2 separate regions of the Mus musculus genome follow, and region 2 is linked to region 1. The links are chromatin contacts, called in public Hi-C maps. All regions are on one chromosome and are shown on one strand. The core of a region is the stretch at or near the end of the contact, and the rest is flanking DNA. Distances in the headings are between cores, read along the strand shown. Region 1 has its middle 62 kb from the start of Slit2. Region 2 holds the start of Slit2 (slit guidance ligand 2).

Evidence for each region. A called contact is a pair of places that touch in the nucleus more often than the background predicts.
Region 2: a contact with region 1 is called in a Hi-C map of embryonic fibroblasts, with 3 times the contacts expected there. The contact joins the promoter of Slit2 here to the enhancer-like site in region 1. A contact is called at or near these places in 3 of 39 promoter capture datasets (the 3T3-L1 cell line and the SN4741 cell line), 8 of 484 Hi-C or Micro-C datasets (3T3-L1-derived adipocytes, adipose-derived mesenchymal stem cells, embryonic fibroblasts and 1 more), 1 of 115 datasets of contacts at active chromatin or transcription factors (vascular smooth muscle cells) and 3 of 9 other capture datasets (adipose tissue, liver and pancreatic islet).

Annotation. Positions count from the first base shown.
Region 1 is chr5:47,920,153-47,922,852 of GRCm38.p6, forward strand. No RefSeq gene overlaps it. Among named protein-coding and RNA genes, the nearest start is that of Slit2, 62 kb to the right of the region's middle. Within about 2 kb of position 1,334, at least 23 of the 459 cell types and tissues checked have an H3K27ac peak or open chromatin away from gene starts, as enhancers often do. A contact at or near this core is called in the SN4741 cell line, adipose-derived mesenchymal stem cells, embryonic fibroblasts and 1 more, where this site is marked.
Region 2 is chr5:47,981,862-47,984,577 of GRCm38.p6, forward strand. Slit2 (slit guidance ligand 2) reads left to right here and starts at 1,294. Exons shown (of 36, transcript NM_178804.5): 1 at 1,294-2,716.

The DNA.
Region 1 (2,700 bases), core at 84-2,583:
TATTAAAGCATATGTCTTTATCCAAAGCAATGGTAGAGATGGCCCAAGCTGCTGACATCCTGATTGAATAAAATGTAGAGGAGAATAAACTTGCTATCTGCCTGACTGCTTGGTAGTGGGATTCTCCATCTTCTTCTCTGAGTTCTCCCAGTACTCCAACCTTGATTATTGACCTAACATCATCTCTTGGATTCCCTGCCCTTCATTGTACATTGTCAGCTTTACTTTGAAAAAATGAAAACAAATAGATTCAAATCAAAACCTTTTAACTTTGTCTTGACAACCATACACTTGCCATCTTGAAAACTACACGTCTCCAGGAGCACTCAGTGAGATTTCCCCAAAGGCAGAATGTTTTCAGTCACCAATGAAGAGTGATAAGGCATAGGAAAAGAGGAATCATAGCAGAACCTGGAAGTCTGATCAACTTGCTGTTTGTGCCTCTTGGAACTAGAGAAGCATAGAAGTGAAATAATTCACCTCCCAGGACATGCCCTGGATGATGAGACTTCAGATGAGGTTACATGGGAAGGCAGGCAGAGCCAGAATTCCTGATAACCACTAGATTGGTATGTTTGCCAACTTTTTGTCACTTTCTTTCCCAGATGAAAGCACTGAACACTTGCCCATGTATATTAGGAAAAATTAACAAGAGAAATCCTTAAATGTCTTGGATTTTAATAAACTTCACACAGACGATATGTTTCTGCTGTTTTTATTGTTATCATTGTTGTTTTGTTTTGTTTTGTTTTGTTTTAACTTAAAATCCTATCAATACTCTTTAATTTTTTTCCTTAGGAGCATAAAGGACATTTGGAATACATATATGTATTAAGAAAATTGCTACTTAGAGGGTTAACGGCATCTTGTTTCAATTATTGAATTGCTGCTATTTTAATTTTGTTGATATATTTAACTCTGAATGTTCTAGACTTCCCAACATCAGCTATTTGGTAAAAGAAATACGCAATGTCTCCATTAGTAGGTTTTCCAGTCTCCATTGCAAAATGCCACATTCACTGAACTGCTAAGAGCTTCTTTAGAAAGTCCTAAGCAAGTTTCGTTTTTATTGGCTGGTTCATGTCCTTTGCCTCAGTTTCTCAAGTGTTGTATGGAAATCCCCTTCCTTCATCATCAGCATGACTAATTTCTTTTTAATTAAATACCAATGTTGCTTCACTTCCTCTACATTTGGGCAGTTTTCTTCTCTTTCAACAAGCTTTTTGTGAGGAAAAAATATTTACTACAAAGTGAAAACAGGTTTCTCTGTGGGTGTCCTGATAGCATTGTCACTTTCTAGATCATAGAATGTGTTGGCAGTTTAAATGCTTGCCTGACCTTTATAGAAGTTTTCAAATAGCTATCATATTTTAGTGTTATTTCCCAACATCTCTGAGTAAACTTTGTTTAGAATTTTGCTTTTAACAAACTGGTATAGTGGAATGACTTCCAGTCCAATTGGCAACACATAAGTGAATTCTGGTGAATATACATTCCTAATGTATAGAAATGCAGATATGCTAGGAACAGGAAAGACTAACCTGACTGAGAATAAATATGTCTATAATATTGCAACATTTCTGATTTTAAGATGAGGAGATTTAGACTCAGACAATAACAAGACTAAAGTCATGGGAAATGAATAAAATATGCTGTCAGTTCTAGACACTGATATCCACTCTATCACCGCACACTGCCTTTACATTTTGGCATTTCTGGGATGAATTCCTTCCATTGAAAGGCTGTTGGAGTGAGTGGGCACGGGATGTAGAAGAATGCTGAGACATATTTGTGGCTTTAAGACAATGAACAAATCAGGCATTAGTCAGCCGTTTTCCTCTTTTCCACCCAGTTTAGAAATTTTGGAGAGACAATAAAGTATTTTATTTTATTCCAGTAACTCTTCAATACTTCCAAGAAATACAAGACAAAGAGAAAACACTTAAAGAACATGTTCCTTCACCTGAGTCATTGGACCTGTAAGTTAGAGAGAAACATTTACAAATACTAGAGAATAATATTCTTTTTAAAAATCTTTTTGTTAGCTATTTTCTTGGTTTATATTTCAAATGTTATCCCCTTTCCTGGTTTCCTCTCAAAAAAAACCCTATACCCTCTCCCCTCCCCTCCTCATCAAACCACCCACTCCCTCTTCCTGGTCCTGGCATCCAGCCTTCACAGGACCAAGGGCCTCTCCTCCTATTGATGGCCAACTAGGCCATCCTCTGCTACAATTGCAGCTAGAGCCCTGAGTCCCACTCTGTGTTTTCTTTGGTTGGTGGTTTTGTCCCAGGGAGCTCTATGGGTACTGGTTAGTTCATATTGTTGTTCCTTCTATGAGCCTGCGCAAACCCCATTAGCTCCTTGAGTAGTTTCTCTAGCTCCTTCACTGGGGACCCTGTGAACCGTTCAATGAATAGCTGTAAGCATCCACTTCTGTATTTGTCAGGCACTGGCAGAACCTCTCAGGATCTGTATGATAAGAACTTCAAGTCTCTGAAGAAAGAAACTGAAGAATATCTCAAAAAGTGGAAAGATCTCTCATGCTCATGGATTGGCAAGATTAATATAGTAAAAATGGCTATCTTGCCGAAAGTAATCTACAGACTCAAAGCAATCCCCATCAAAATTCCAACTCAATTCTTCACTGAGTTAGAAAGGGCAATTTGCAAATTCATCTGGAATAACAAAAGACCCAGG
Region 2 (2,716 bases), core at 44-2,543, 62 kb after region 1:
AGATGTTGGAGGGATTTCACGGTTCATATTTATGAAATAAAACACTGATCAGGAAACCTATTAAGTTACAGGTAGCTTGTTAAATGCCAAAAAATGCTAAAGAGAACTGGGCCGACTTCGCGGTCAAGGTTTGTCAGATATTTTATACGAATGATACTTTACTGTAAAACTGACTTTATGGTAGGGGCTGGCACAAAGTAGAACGTGACTACAGGCAAAGAAGATGAGGAAATTAAAAGCAAGGGAAGAAGCTGACTCATTTAGTTGTTATTTCAAACCTATAGCGGCGTTGGTGTCTGCTGAGAGATGCTGACTACTGCCAGACATCACACTGAAGAGACAAGAAGGAAGGAGGAAATTCATTTTCAAAACAGTGCAGGGGTGGGGATGGGGATGGGGGTAGGGGTGAGGTGGGGATGGGGGTGGGGTGTCCAGTTAGGCACTGAATTAAGGAAAGCCTTCTAGTATAATGGGCATCGCTAGGATTTACTTCCTCTTCCCTTTGCCAGCTAAGAGAGTAAAACCGTAGGGACCTATCCAAACCCTTGGAGTTGTGTGAGTTTGTATAGTGCCCACGCAACCAAATCCCTCACCATGGCGTTTTTTAAGTAAGTGATTATAAAGAAAGGGTTAACCGAAGACGGTGGCTTAGGGATGGGAAGGCCAGAGAGAAGGTTGAAAACACTACTCCCAACTTGCTACAACTCTAAACTTTGAAGCCACCCAAACAAAATGTGTGTGTGTGGGGGGGGGGGGGGGGATAAAATGCGCGCTCACGGAGGCAGATCTATTTCAGTAGAGTTTTCTTGTTTTGTTTTGTTTTTGTTTTAATTTTAAAATCATAATCTCGCTGTCTCTCTCTTTCTCTCTTTCAGTGTTGCAAGCCCAGAGCGGTCCCCTTTAGGATCGCGACTCAAAAAGCTACAACAGAGGCTCTGCCTTCTCCATTTATTTATGAGCTGTCCTCAAAGCTGCCCCTCTCCTCGTTCTCCCGCTGGGAACCTCGGTTTCTGGGCTCTGGTCAGCTCTGAGGCCAAGGAGTTGTGTGGAGGAGACCCGAGCTCTTCTTTCTGGTGGCCAAGTTTGCTGGATCCTAGGAGTCTGGGCGCGAGCAGGGGCGTACGGGAACGCGCGCCGCTGTCTGCAGCCGGAGCTGCCAGCCTGGGCCTCACCTCTCCCGGGCGAGGTGCAGGCTTTCCGCGCGCGGCCAGGGGGCGGGGCGAGGCTTGCGGGGGCGGAGCCAAGGGCGGGGGCTCCGGCTGCTATATAAAGACCGGCGGCCGCTTTAACTTCGGACTTGGGCTTATTTATTTACGGAGCGCCTGGACGGCGGAGGCTGGAGGAGGCGGCGGCTGTGGCTGCCGCAGACGGTGGTTTAAAAAAAGGAGGAGAAGGAGGCGGCGGCGGCGGCGAGGGATGGGAGCGCCCAGGCTTCAGGGCGCAGGCCGGAGCTGCCGAGCTTTCCTGAGGCTGCGGGAGTACTGAGGAGAAAAAGGGGACGTCCCGGGGGCCCACAGGCGACTCCAGAGGCGCGGACTGGGGTCTTTTTGTTTGGCTGCGCTCAGCGCCCAGCAGCCAGAGCGGACAACTCCAGTTACAACAACAACCCACCTTCCAGCAGCCAGGCGAGACTTAGGCTGCGGAGTCCGTCCTATTGTTTAGACACTTGCCTGGGGCTCTGGAGCGCCAGTCCCTGCTCAGTCTCCGCCTTCCCTCTCTCTCCACTTTCCTCCCGGGAACCGCGAGTGCCGAAAGCCTCCCTGAGAGGGGAAGGGGCTGGAAGCCAAGCGCTGCCTAGTCTGTGGTCGCCGAGTCAGGTGCAACGTCCGGGGCTAAGCGGCATCTCAACGTCTGCGGCTGGACTCCTCCCGTGACAGTGGGTGACCGGATCCAACGCCTGGGGAAACTTCCTGCACTTTGAGGCTGAGGACCCACTTGTAGGGGCTGCCCGAGGGGTGGCTGAGAGGCTGCATACAGCAGGACGTCGCTGTTGGCTGTTGTTTCTTCTACCTGTGCCGTCAGGTGTGTGCTGCGGAGCTGCGGCGTATCCCGGAGACCAGAGTGGCTGACAAGAGCGCGCACACTCTACTGCCATTCGGTTGTCGCCTGGGGTCTGCCAGGGTAGCAGATCCCCATCTTTCTGCCTTCTACCTAGTAGTCATCCATCAGGGCACAGTAGCAGCACTGGCATCGCGGACACCTAGTCTTTGCTTTGCTCTTCTGGGCTCGCCTATCTGCAAATCTTGCCCAAGCTAGAGGACCTTTCCTACTCAACTTGGCTTACTGGATTTTTCCCCACTGCAGGAGTGAGGACTAGTGGATATTCCTGCAAGGCTGCAGCAGTCCGACTGCCCTTTTGTCTCTCTGTGTGACCTCAGGGGCAGGCCCTGGTGCAGAGCGTCGCCAAGGACGCCGGGAGGGAGGCGGGATTGCCAAGATATCCTCCAGTGAAGTGCATGTGTGTGTGCAAGCCATCCTTGGCTGTCGGGAAGTGGAGAAGACGGTTGAGGCTGCTGCTGTGCCGCAGGAGTGGAGAGGCCCCGGGAGCTGAGCCCTGAGCCCCGCATCACCGCCCGGCACCCCCAAGGCTGTCTGAATACCCGGTGCGCCCCCACGCGCGCCATGACCAGTCTCTCCGAGGGCTCTGCTTTGGACCTGCCAGGCCCTTGCGCCTTCTAGCTTCGGGGGAATCCACTTTGATCAGGGCCACCATTAC